Linked DNA regions of Mus musculus: all the other regions are linked to region 1. A link is a contact called in public ChIA-PET and Hi-C data. All regions are on one chromosome and are shown on one strand. The core of a region is the stretch at or near the end of the contact, and the rest is flanking DNA. Distances in the headings are between cores, read along the strand shown. Region 1 overlaps Lcp1 (lymphocyte cytosolic protein 1). Region 2 overlaps Siah3 (siah E3 ubiquitin protein ligase family member 3). Region 3 overlaps Lrch1 (leucine-rich repeats and calponin homology (CH) domain containing 1). Region 4 overlaps Lrch1 (leucine-rich repeats and calponin homology (CH) domain containing 1).

Region 1 (2,938 bases), core at 199-2,698:
GAAACACCCCCCCTCCACCCCCCTATCAAAAAAAATTCCCGGGGAGAAAATTTACATTAATCTAAACAGTATCATCCTGCTATAACATCTACCATTAGTCATAAAGTCCAATGACTTTATAAAGCTTTTCAGCTCTTCTCAAACATGAGCTAAATGAGGAAATCTCTTAATTTTCTGATTTAGCTTTATTTTGAGATTTGATTGGTACATCCCCTATATGTGCAGAGGGGCCTGCAGTCCTCAGGTGAAAAAAAAAAAAAAAAAAGGAAAAGGCGACTTGAGAATTTTCTAAGAATACAGAGTGATTAAGTAATGTTCCTAACATGTGTACTTGCGTTCACTTCATAAACAAAGGCCTATCTGGGGAATTCAGCTTATGTAAGGATTGCTGGGTAGTATGCCTGTAACTGCATTTAAAATACAATGATGGACTGGTGTCATTTATTTCTGAAGTCTACAGTTACCGTATCATTTCTTATATTTCCCGAAGCCGTTGTCCATTTGGCGCTGTGAGGCTCAAATGAAGACTGGAGCCTTGGAAAAGGAGGGGAGCAAGCTCTGAGGACAATGACTGCCACGTGTCCCCTCAGAGCAGTCGCCACAAGGACTCAGGGAGCATGAAAGTAGGAAGTGAAATCGGAGGCCTTCCTGTTATGTAACGAATTCATTAAAAAAAAAAAAAAAAGTGACAACTATTCATTCCAGTCAATATCTTCAGCAGCCCTGTGCGCCGGCGGAGAGAGGGAACTCCGCTCTATATGTGCGACAGGACAGGGGGGAAAATATTAAGAAGATGCAACGCTGACCTGAAGGCAAAGCCTTAGGCAAACTTCAGTCAGTGGAGGAAGCAAGCTGAGGACCTGCCTTTCCAAGAGGCCCTTGAAAAGTCAGACAATTCAGGGGGAAGATCATTGAAGAAACAGCGAGAAAGAGTGAAACAGCATGGAACTTTCTGGTGGCTTGCGGTCTAGCGCGGCGCCCAGAACCAGAACGTGGGTTGGTAAGACGTGGGAGGGGGAGGGGAGAGGTTCAACAAGAAGGAAGTGGCATGAAAGAAGGCTGAGGAAGTGGGCTGAGGCAAATGCGTGAAGGCACCAAAAATTCTTAGCAAAACTGTTAATGAATCATCCCACCGTTACATGAAATGTGCCAAGGAACCTATTTATGAATATCAAACTCCTTTGGGGTGTCTGGCGATTTTTTTCCTTTCTCTGTCTTGAACACCTGTACACACACACTCTCTCTGTCTCTGCTCTCTCTCTTCTCCTTCACACACACACACACACACACACACACACACACACATTAGGCTTTTCGATGTGTCTCCAGGATGATAGCTTCTCCCAGCATGCTCCACGGAAGGCGGACCCTGCAGCCAGCACAGTCCCGGGGCACCCGAAATCCAGACCAACTCCTGCCCCACCCTGACCCTTGTGCCCTTGGACCTTAGGTAACTTCAGCTCACTCCCGATAGCTCAAGGCACTGGAGAGGATTCCAGGAAGTCATGTGGTTACACAAACTAAGCACTTAAAAGTAACCGCATTGGTGGCAGTCGGCTCTCCAGCTTTACACATTCCATATCCACAAACTCGATTAAGTTCAGATGAAACATTCTAAAAAAAAAGAGTTGGACGTGCACAGCCAGAATACACACTAACATTTTCCTTCTTACCACTCCGCCCCCCCCCTCCGCCCCCCAGGTCGATACAGTACAGGGTTCTACATTTGAGCGGCCTGAGCATGCGCATCTCTGAGGCCCTGCACAGGTCCCCTTCCTGTTCTAGTTTAAACACACGCGCGGGCCACCCTTCTCCAAACGGTTCTGAGGTAGAAGTATCAATCAGGTTAAAACACTGGGATCCTTTTTAATCTAACAGTCCTGACTGTTGCAAGGTACAACATACAAAGGAGACGAAGTTTAAAACACTCCTGCCAGACAGGGACTGCTAACGAAATGTCATCAGAGACCACTGCAAACTGCCACCGTAGAACCTGAGGTCCGGAAGAGCCCTCCCTCCCTCGTGCTGCTACCATGAGTAAGACGCTGTGCTCTGTAGGCAGGCATGGCAGGTGGATGCTTCAGCAAGCCAAACGTGGTTGGCACTAACTCTGCCATATTCAGTGTTATTCCTTCCCAAATGTAAGGGGGAAATGTTGACAAGCCTTCACAGCATTTTTTTTTAAATTACATTCTTATTACTATCTCTGATGAAAATCTTTGGAGTACGTTTTTTTTCCCCCTAGTATTTTCTGGACCTTAAGCCTCTCCTCCGGAGACCCCACTGTTTTTTGGGTTAGTTTTACTTTTTGCCTTGAAACCAGCCAGGCAGATGAGTACTGCAAGTAAAGAAAGATTAATGGCCAGACACCAAAACTTCCAGAAATTCACTCTTCATAGAAAAAAGTGGTGAATTCCATTTAAATTTAGCTATGCAGACATCCTTTTTTAAAAAGTTCATTTAATAGAAGCCAATTACAGTAAATTCTTGGTAAATTTGACCTCAAGGTGTGTGTTGACAAGTCATCACTTTTTTTTTCTTTTTCTTGTTTTGGTTTTTTGTTGTTGTTGTTGTTTGTTTGTTTGTTTGTCTTGCTTCTGATTTTGGTTTTAAGTTGTCCTGCTAGAGTGGTTTCCAACAGTTAGAAACACAGGTTTTCACCATGTGTGCAGGACAGTGTATATGTAACATCAGTCCTGGGCTTGACTGACAGTTCTAAATGAATACAAGCTGAGAGATGGTACAATACTTCGAGGCTATATGCTTCAGTCGCTTAAAAGAATTCCCTGTGTAGACAGGACCTTTCCTCCAAAATGTAGAGACATTCATTTGCATGGCCTTCAGCCTTAACAAATAATCCAGACAGCCCTACAAGAAGTAGCAGAAGCCAGCAACACAATTGCTCTTGTTTTTTGGAGACTGAATGGAGAAGACCTCT
Region 2 (2,938 bases), core at 143-2,642, 330 kb before region 1:
CACACACACACACACACACACACACACACACACATCCTGTCCTCCAATGCAGGCTTAAGTTCAAATAACCACTTTAGGCTTTCATAAGAATTTATCCTTAAAATGGGATATGTGCCCTGTTATCAAAAGTGGATGTGAAATCAGGGATGTAGAATAGAAAGAAAATTGATTTTTGAAGTCATACTAATATAGGTATGAATCCTGGACTCTTTAATTAACCTCTTCATGCTTCTGATTCCTGATTTACAAAGTGGGAATTATAAGATTGCACAGAGTGTGGGGAAGGACTGAGTGAGATTCAGAGAACGTTGTGTCACACTAGAGACCAAAGTAAGAAAGCCACAGCTGGTTGATTGGGGCAGAGCTGATGACATGCTCTTTCCATAATTTCTAGAATTATACCCTAAAGTAGAGGAGATAATTAATCATGAATGCCCTTCCTAAATATCCTTTAAAGACTCTTCATAATTTCAGCTGGGATTAATATTGTCATCAGCTAAAGTCTTCCAATGAGTATGTCCACCTGACCACTAGACAGTGCATCCTGGCTACAATGAGCAGAACAAGCCTAGCAGTCCTGATCACAGGGCACATATCCCACTATAAGGATAAATTCTTAAGAAAGCCTAAAGTGGTTATTTGAACTTAAGCCTGCATTGGAGGAAAAGGTTTGTGTGTGTGTGTGTGTGTGTGTGTGTGTGTGTGTGTGTGTGTGTGTGAAATAGCATGGCCCTGTAATGAAATTTGTAATTCACAAATGAAAGCTCTACCACCACCCTCATCACCACCCTCACCACTACCACCATAACCAACACCCTCACCACTACCCTTGTCATGGTCATCATTACCATTGTCAAGCATTTGTTTAAGGCAAGGCTGCTTTGCCAGTTCAGAGAAGCCTATGAACAAATCGGGCTATTCATCCTCGCATAACCCTCCTCAGCTATCTCTTCCTTGAGTGTTTCTCCTTCAGGGCTCTTGAACAGAAAAATGGGGGAGAGGTGTATGTGTGGCTATTGTCTCCAGGTCACTGATAAATGGGACTAACTGGATTAAGAATTTAGGTCTTTCACCTTCCCCGTTCCTTTGGCTCCTCTGTTGGAGGTTCTATCTGGTTGCCTGTGACATTAATACCTAGCTGGGGGATGGGAATAAGGGCCTGAGAGTCACACTTGGATGAGAACAATGGAGACCAAGAACCTTGTAGGTCAGTTCTAGAGAGCCATAGGACCTGGAAAGTTGGAAGACAGGCACTGAAGAAGCCCACAGCCCTGCCGGCGAGAGTACAGACCTTGTCTTGTGGTCCTAGAGCCAGAAAGTTCCTTTCTGAGACTAGTCTAAAGGGCTCAGCTCAGGAAATAAACACCTCACTGCAGAAGTGGCTCCCCTCACCCCAACCCGAGGAACTGTGCATCCTCAAAGAGCTACTGATAGCATCAAGCATCCTTGTAAGTGAGGTGGGGCAGGTGTTTTATTAAGTCTAGATCTTTGCCAGATGCTAGGTGCATATTTAATAAAAATCAGGCTTCAGGGAGGTAGGAAGGGAGAAGGGGAAATTGCTGCCCTCTGGGCTTGGGAGCTTAGCCATCCATCCAGTCCCAAGTAACTCATTCATCTGCTGCTCATCTTTGAGTTATTACAGTTGCGATGTGTCTCTAAGGGACAAGTTTATTAGTGTTTAAGATAATTAGTTGGTGCGACTTCAAGGCAATTCAAATTGTCCCCATATAGTTATTTCTTCCCAGAATCCACCATGGCTCATTTCCACCTTGGTCTATTTTGTCCTCCCTATTGGAGAGTGTTCATTTTCTATGCAGTTTCTAGACTCCAAAAAGGCCTGCTCTCTTAATTAGAGATGAAGTCCTCAGTCTCTAGTTCAGCCTTCTCAAGGCTGAAGTTCTTTGTCTTGTATGACAACCTGCACCTGAGTTCCCTAGGATCATCCAGGACAGCTGGCTTACTTCCTTTCTCTCCACCTCATACCTAAGGGAATCAGTGGAGTGGAGGACACATCTACAGCTCACCCCATCCCAAAGTTCACACGTGTGTAAATCACATATAGCAATCCTAGCAGTTTCACAAGCACCAGAAAGCCCCTTTCACTAACTACTCTGTGAGCTAGACCCACAGTCCTCAACCCTGTGCAGTGCGCACACAGATCACCTATACAACTTTGTTAAAATGCAAACGTGGCCTCTGAGGGGAGTCTGGGCTAGCTCTCAGGAAAGTTGGAGCTTGAAGGGTGGGTAAGAGGGTCACTCACTCCCTTGACCACTTGGTCAGACCTGGGAGTCCCTTCTCACCTCACAAAAGCCCCCGAAATCCTTGTAGGGGTCAAGGAGAAGGTTCTAAAAGACTTCAGCCTTCCCCCTGTATGTCTTTGATTCTTTAACGACCTCTAAGTCCCACTAGGCTCCATTGTCCCTTTACAATAGAGGTAATGGGGCTGTACTCCAGTTGGATAGCTGCCTGATTAGTAGTCACACCGAGCCCGGCAGACAGCTGGTAAAGCAGGAATGCACAGGGGGACTGGGAGAGCAGAGCCTTGAGGGAATTCTTATCCACAGAATAGGAAGTTCCTTAATCTCGTTCCTTCTCACAGTATTTAAATTCATTTGTTAGTAAAGAACTTAGCTTTAATTAATAAATTATCCATTTTTATAGCTGCTCATAATTTTCTACTATTTAGCTTAATGAGGTTTTCATGTGCAATTCCAAAGCAGCTTCTCTTACCTCTCTCTCTCTCTCTCTCTCTCTCTCTCTCTCTCTCTCTCTCTCATTCTCTCTTTCTCTATTTTTAAGTAAGAAGACACAAATACATGTGTTTTTCTTCTGGGCCTACTGGTTTTCATACCCCTCTATAATAAGCCTATCCTTCCCTCCTCCCCTCCCTTCCTTCTTCTATCCATCAATCTTTCATCCATCAGTCCCTCTCTCC
Region 3 (2,938 bases), core at 215-2,714, 300 kb after region 1:
TGCACAGGCTCAGCTGTGACCCTGTAGACTTTGGAGTCACGTGGAGGGTCTGTTCAGCTTCCTAGTACCCATCACTACCAGAAAGAGTCTAATGTTTGGTCATGAGTGCATGACTGTGCCATGGTGGCTTCAGCACTCTGCTGCCCCCAGCCCCTTATGACCACTCCAACTCACCATGGAAATGCCCTGGAGCAGGACATGGGACACAGGACACAGCGTTGCTACAGCTGAAGTTTATAAAGCATCCCCTGGACTAGCCATCTTGAAAGTGTCACAAATCATCTTTCTTTTTTTTTTTTTTAATTTTTGTTCTGAATTTGACAGTGCCTGGGAAATCTCTCTGAACTCTAGGCACCCAGCCCTGTGGGCATGCATCTTGTGCCCCGTGTGCTGAGCAAAAATTAAAAGAACCACATTTATAATGCTGCTAACCAACGGCATGGTTAAGGCCTCTAATTGGCTGGCCGAAGTTGGCAATGCTCCACTCACTGGAGCCCCTTGTAATTAAACTTTGGTTCTGTTTTTAGGACTATCCTCAGCAGAGTAGGACCTAGCATTCGAGCTCAGTGGAGTCTCAGCCTTGGTGAAGGGCAGGCTGTACTGGAACTCATGGACTAAGGAAATGATCCTGTGCCTGTGAGTCCAAGAAGAACATTGACCAATCAGTTATATAGCAAGAGGAGAGCTAAGGCTCCTTTACAGCAGGGCCATCTGGATCCGAGGTGCATCTTTCTTATTTTATAAGACCTGCGAGGTAAGAAGTCAAAGTGCTTACTTGCTCCTGAAGCTCAGAGTTTGGTAAAAGTGCTACCACGAGGCCAGTTCTGATTTCCCTTTTAGTTTCATGTTCATTGAGCCACTGGCCTGGGAACCGGCATGGCTTATGCGATGGGAATGAGACTCCATATTGACGCTTTGCATTCTGGGAGAGGTGCGTTTGACTTTCTCCCTGCTGTGAAATGCAGTTAGGTTGATCCTAGGACAAAGCATGGATCCTAGGCAGCAAAGCATGGATTGACACAGCAACGGCAGAGTGGAAAGCATTTGTCATCTCTTTGTGGTGAGCTCAGACTTCATAGAGCTCTGGTTTTCCCACCCTGTGCTTCTTTTGCAGTTCTACCCTTGTCCCCCTCATACCTTGTACCCCCACTCCCTAGTTCTGCCTGAAGGGAGAATGTCCTCCCCAGATCTGGGACTCACATTTGTCTGAAGGCCACAGGGAGAATCCACGATTGGCCCCTCCTTCCTCCTTCCTCCCTCCTCCCTCCTCCCTCCTCCCTCCTCCCTCCTCCCTCTGAACTCTATTTAGACTTACAGGAAAAGATTTGTGGCTTTTTGCAAGCTTTCAACTCTGAGGTATTTTGGAAAACTGTAATTTTGTTTGTTCCCTGCTGTATGCTGTGGCTTCTTCAGATACGAGTGTGATTATTTTCTGCATCCTTTCCATAGCAAACATTTCTCCCTTGACTCCAGGCTCCAAAAGTAGGCTCTGGAATGCATCCGTCCCACAGACCCTGCTCCTTGGCAGTGGCTGTCTCCACAGTCAACAAGCTGGCTGCTCTGCTTGGGCTGCCTCTCCAGGTGCCTCTTGGTCTTGCTCGGGCACTTGGCCTCCACATGCTCGGCAGTCAGACGTGCCCAGTGTGTGGCAGATTCCCTGGAAGCCATGAATTACTGCTGAGTTATTATGAAACTTAATTTGATGATAATGAGGTAGTTCTGGGTAATAGCACTTTGGGTGGATTTTACCCATAAATCAGTAATTTGTGGGAGACCATTAGCGAGTGGCAGGGATTCTCATGGTGGACTGTTGGATTACTGGGTTTGGATCCTAGAGTTTTCACACACCCCCTGCACCCCTAGGAATTTTATAGTTTCTAAACTGCTAAAATTTTAGTCTGCTTGGAATTTATTTTGGTATAAGAAACCGATTTTGGATCTAGCTATTCTTTTCAAGCATTTAAAAAAAATGTGTGTTAGAATATACATGACATTAAATATAGCACTTTAAGCATTTGTGGCTATGTGTAGTGTATATGTGATGGATATGTGCATATGTGAGCACATGTGTGTGTAGAAGTTAGGGGTTGGCACTGTTTTCCTCAGCCCTTTATTTTATTTTGTTTTATTTTATTTTATTTTATTTTGAGATAGGATGGCTCACTGAACCTGGAGTTCACTGCTTACTGAGACTAGCTGGAGACCTGCCTATTTCTGCATCCCCTGCTCTGGGATTTCAGGCATCTACCATGGTGCCAGCTTCCCCTTGAGTATTGGCTATTCCATTTGGAGTCCTCATGCTGACTATACAGCGCTTTACAGGCTGAGCTATCTTTCCATCCCCCACTTTACACATTTTTATTTATGTGTAGAGTTCGATGGCGTTCAGTACATTTATAACTTTTTGACCTTTAAGCTGTGCCCTAGAAGCCAAGTTATTTTAACATTCCATGTCCCACTTTCCTTTTTGTAAGTAAGGGGAAACACCCTACTAAGTTTTTCTTAGTGGAGGTTGACCTTGAACTCACCATCTTCCCGTCTTTGCTGTGTGAGTACTGGGATTGCAGGAGTGTGCCAATGAGCCTGGCAAGGTTGTCTGTAAATGAGATTGAGAATTAGGAAAGCTTTTTTGTTCATCAGGCTGTGCGGTGAGTGCTCAGCAATGGTGGGGGCTAAAAAGGCTCACAGGGACAGCCAGGGCTGCTCAGAGGAACCCTATCTTAAAAAAAAAAATCAACCAATCAATCAAAAACAAATGAACAAGCAAACAAACAAGCAAGGCTCGCAGGGACAGTCAGGGCTACTCAGATGTTCACATGGAAGCCAAGGCTACTCAGAAAAACCCTGTCTTAAAAAATCCAACCAACCAACCAAGAAACTGACCAACGAACCAAGAAACCAACCAACCAACCAACCAATCAACCAACGGACCAAACAA
Region 4 (2,938 bases), core at 127-2,626, 260 kb after region 1:
GTTCTTACAGGCAGATGTGTATAGGTGCCAGAGGTCAGCACTGGATATCTCTTGTCACTCACTGTCTGCCTTGATTTTTGAGGCAGGGTCTCTCACTGGTCCTGGAGCATACTGTACAGGCTAGATTAGCTAGCCCCTCCCCTCCTGCTGGGATTACAAATGCTATGCAAAGCATTTTAATTGCATGATCTGGGGGTTGAACTCCGGGTTTGTGTTTGTAAGGTGCGCTGTTTATTGGAGCTGTCTCAACTTCCCTTGATCTTTCTAAATGTTTCTTAATGAACTTTGGTTTCTTAAGGTTTTGCCCATTTGTAATTGTATAGACTTAATTCTTCTTTATTGCTTGTTTTGGGGGTAAGGGAGTGTGAGACAGGTTTCTCTATGTATGTAGCTCTGGATGCCCTGGAACTCACTACACAGACCAAGCTGCCCATGAACTTGTGGTAGTTTCTTCTGTTTCTACTTCCTTGGGTTGGGGTTACAGATGCGAGCCACCACATCAAGTTGACCCTTAGCTTTCACATGCCAGACTAGTCAAAATCCACAAGGACTGATGAACACTGTTTTATAAAATGCTGCTTGTGAAAAAAACAAACAAACAAAAAAAGGACCTTCTGGAGCTGGACCGTGTGCACAGCATGGATGGCATCTGTGCTGTGGTTGGGAAGGATCACGGCAGTGCAGTTTGGTGTGTTTGCTATAGAAGTTCCTCTCTCAGAGTGCTCCCGTGGGAACCGAGCAAGCAGAGAGCTGGGCATTTTCACGTGTTTCACTACTGAAAAGTAAAGAGGGGAACTCCTAGTGACATGGAGACATAATTCCAGGCGGATTTCTGAGTTCGAGGTCAACCTGGTCTACAGAGTGAGTTCCAGGACAGCCAGGGCTATACAGAAACCCTGTCTTGAAAAACCAAAACAAACAAACAAACAAACAAACCAACGAGACGTAATTCCTTAAGGGAAGCACAGCTTCTCAGATGGTTGGGAACTTTTTCAGCTTAGCACAGGGGCAGGCATCTGTGTGTCACCACTCGGGTGCTTAGAGTTTCTGTGACCTGTCTTAGAACGCTTGGAACCTACCTGTGAGGAGAGGAGCAGCTGACACTCATGCTGCTGTCACACGTGAAGATGCCATGGGTCTTTCCATGGCTGGGACAGAAATGAGCATGACGCAAAATCCTGGCCTTGAATATGCCTCACCTACTGGTGTGTTGTTAATCTGAGTCATTGCTACTTTGGGCTGCAGCTCTATCTCCCGTTCACTTTTAATCATTTTTTTGGTCCTGTCCCTATAGATGTCTGCTTTTAGACCCACCCTGCTGTGTAAAGTCCCAGCTCTAAGCCTTGTGGGCCAGTGTTGTGTGGGAGGATACTGGGGCAGGGGTGGGGGGTGGAGAGGAATCAGCACTTCAGAATTTACTTTCACTTTTTATCTTGAGTTCTACTGCCTTAAAAGCCTCACATTTTTTCTTCATGGGCTTTGGATGTGGACAAGGGATCTATTTCTAGTCAGTCTATTTCTAATGCTATCATAGATGATATTACATAAATGTAGGTAGAAAGAGAGTGAGGAGGAAAGGATAGCAAGCAGAGGACATGTGGCCATTGGCTACAGCCAAGTGACAGTTCTGATGACCACTGTCACCAGGTGGTTTGGGGAGTGCTAGGGTTCTGTGACCTGTCTCAGAACATTTGGAACCTACCTGTGAGGAGTGGAGCAGCCGACCCTCACTCTGCGGTCATGGTCACACGTGAGAATGCCACAGGTCCCCGGAACGTTGTATTTGTTCCTGGGAAAGTGTCACATAACAGGCCATAACTGCCAGTCACTTGTAATTGTCAGCCATTGACATAATTGAATAGCTCATTTAGTGGATCTGTAGAGCTCACTTCTTCATTGAGGACCACGACTGAGCTGTAACTGGCTGTGTTGGGCTTGGGTTGGGGTTCTGGGATGATGGGCTGCATTTTGTTGGCATGGGCAGCTTTTCTGGATCTTTCCAAGCAGAGAAGAATATTAGGCATTTTGGACAGAGATGGCGGTTTCATCCAGGATTTTATGAGAAAGCCTTAGCTTTTGTAGCAAAGTCAGTGATTCCCACCAGGTCTCAGTTTCGTTATGAAAAGGGAACTGGCCATTAAATGGCTACTGCCTCAGACTCAGAGATACTGTGATTTGCTGAAGCTCAAATAGCACCTGACAGATGCGAAGAGGCTCAGTAAGTCTAGGCCTCCTTTTATCTCTCCAAGATTCTTGGTTTGTAATGACCACATTCCAGGGATACTGCTTGTTCAAGGAAATGTCTCCTGTCCCCATTACTCTGATTTCAGAGACTAGAGAGTTGTGGCCCCCAGTGTCACCTCTGTTCCCGACCCTGTGTTTTTTTCTGACCCTGGCCCTGGGGTTTTTCAGAACCCTAGAAAGAGGTGCCAGACCTCTAACTCTTCCTGTGGTCCCAGGCAGGCTGCACTCCAAATACATGCATAACACTGATGCTGATGGAAAGGATGCCAGGTGAACCTTGAGGCTGGAGCTTCGGTGATGATGAGCCAAGGCAGTTTAGACAGCATTTCCGGATGTTTCTGAAAGGTTTGACGTAAGCCACAGGCATTTTTAGAAGTATCAGAGGAGAGGTAATGAAGATGCTAAGGCATACATACATGGTGACTTGCCTGAGCGGATGATGGGTTTAAACTGGCAGATGAATCTCTCAGGACACTCGTGACAAGTATGATTACTTAGGGATTAGAAGGAAAAAAAATATCCAAAGTAGTTTGTTCTCGTGTTATGGTACAGTTTTAGAGATTAAACACCATTTGTTTTCTGGTGAAAAGTTGAAAAATGTGTCTGTCTTATTGTTAAAACGGGGGTGTTATGGACTAGCAATGAGAATCTTAGGATTGTAAATGAGTTCTTTACTCTAGCTAGCTCATGTAAA

What was found. A called contact is a pair of places that touch in the nucleus more often than the background predicts. ChIA-PET counts read pairs in DNA pulled down with a chosen protein or histone mark.
Region 2: a Hi-C map of CD4 T cells shows a contact between it and region 1, with 3 times the contacts expected there. The contact joins two enhancer-like sites. A contact is called at or near these places in 2 of 484 Hi-C or Micro-C datasets (both in CD4 T cells), 3 of 115 datasets of contacts at active chromatin or transcription factors (embryonic stem cells, memory CD8 T cells and thymic regulatory T cells) and 1 of 9 other capture datasets (adipose tissue).
Region 3: a contact with region 1 is called in an RNA polymerase II ChIA-PET map of memory CD8 T cells, with 31 read pairs. The contact joins two enhancer-like sites. A contact is called at or near these places in 1 of 484 Hi-C or Micro-C datasets (T follicular helper cells) and 2 of 115 datasets of contacts at active chromatin or transcription factors (bone marrow-derived macrophages and memory CD8 T cells).
Region 4: a contact with region 1 is called in an RNA polymerase II ChIA-PET map of memory CD8 T cells, with 152 read pairs. The contact joins two enhancer-like sites. A contact is called at or near these places in 2 of 484 Hi-C or Micro-C datasets (the NIH/3T3 cell line and granulocyte-monocyte progenitors) and 2 of 115 datasets of contacts at active chromatin or transcription factors (memory CD8 T cells and microglia).

The regions. Positions count from the first base shown.
Region 1 is chr14:75,177,536-75,180,473 of GRCm38.p6, reverse strand. All of the region lies in intron 2 of Lcp1 (lymphocyte cytosolic protein 1), which reads right to left. Among named protein-coding and RNA genes, the nearest start is that of Gm15628, 42 kb to the right of the region's middle. Within about 2 kb of position 1,448, at least 161 of the 459 cell types and tissues checked have an H3K27ac peak or open chromatin away from gene starts, as enhancers often do. A contact at or near this core is called in granulocyte-monocyte progenitors, memory CD8 T cells and microglia, where this site is marked.
Region 2 is chr14:75,504,850-75,507,787 of GRCm38.p6, reverse strand. The region is part of intron 1 of Siah3 (siah E3 ubiquitin protein ligase family member 3); the gene reads right to left. Among named protein-coding and RNA genes, the nearest start is that of Gm35966, 19 kb to the left of the region's middle. Within about 2 kb of position 1,392, at least 33 of the 459 cell types and tissues checked have an H3K27ac peak or open chromatin away from gene starts, as enhancers often do.
Region 3 is chr14:74,876,032-74,878,969 of GRCm38.p6, reverse strand. The region is part of intron 1 of Lrch1 (leucine-rich repeats and calponin homology (CH) domain containing 1); the gene reads left to right. Among named protein-coding and RNA genes, the nearest start is that of Gm10847, 45 kb to the left of the region's middle. Within about 2 kb of position 1,464, at least 25 of the 459 cell types and tissues checked have an H3K27ac peak or open chromatin away from gene starts, as enhancers often do. A contact at or near this core is called in memory CD8 T cells, where this site is marked.
Region 4 is chr14:74,917,114-74,920,051 of GRCm38.p6, reverse strand. The region is part of intron 1 of Lrch1 (leucine-rich repeats and calponin homology (CH) domain containing 1); the gene reads left to right. Among named protein-coding and RNA genes, the nearest start is that of Gm10847, 3.5 kb to the left of the region's middle. Within about 2 kb of position 1,376, at least 56 of the 459 cell types and tissues checked have an H3K27ac peak or open chromatin away from gene starts, as enhancers often do. A contact at or near this core is called in granulocyte-monocyte progenitors, memory CD8 T cells and microglia, where this site is marked.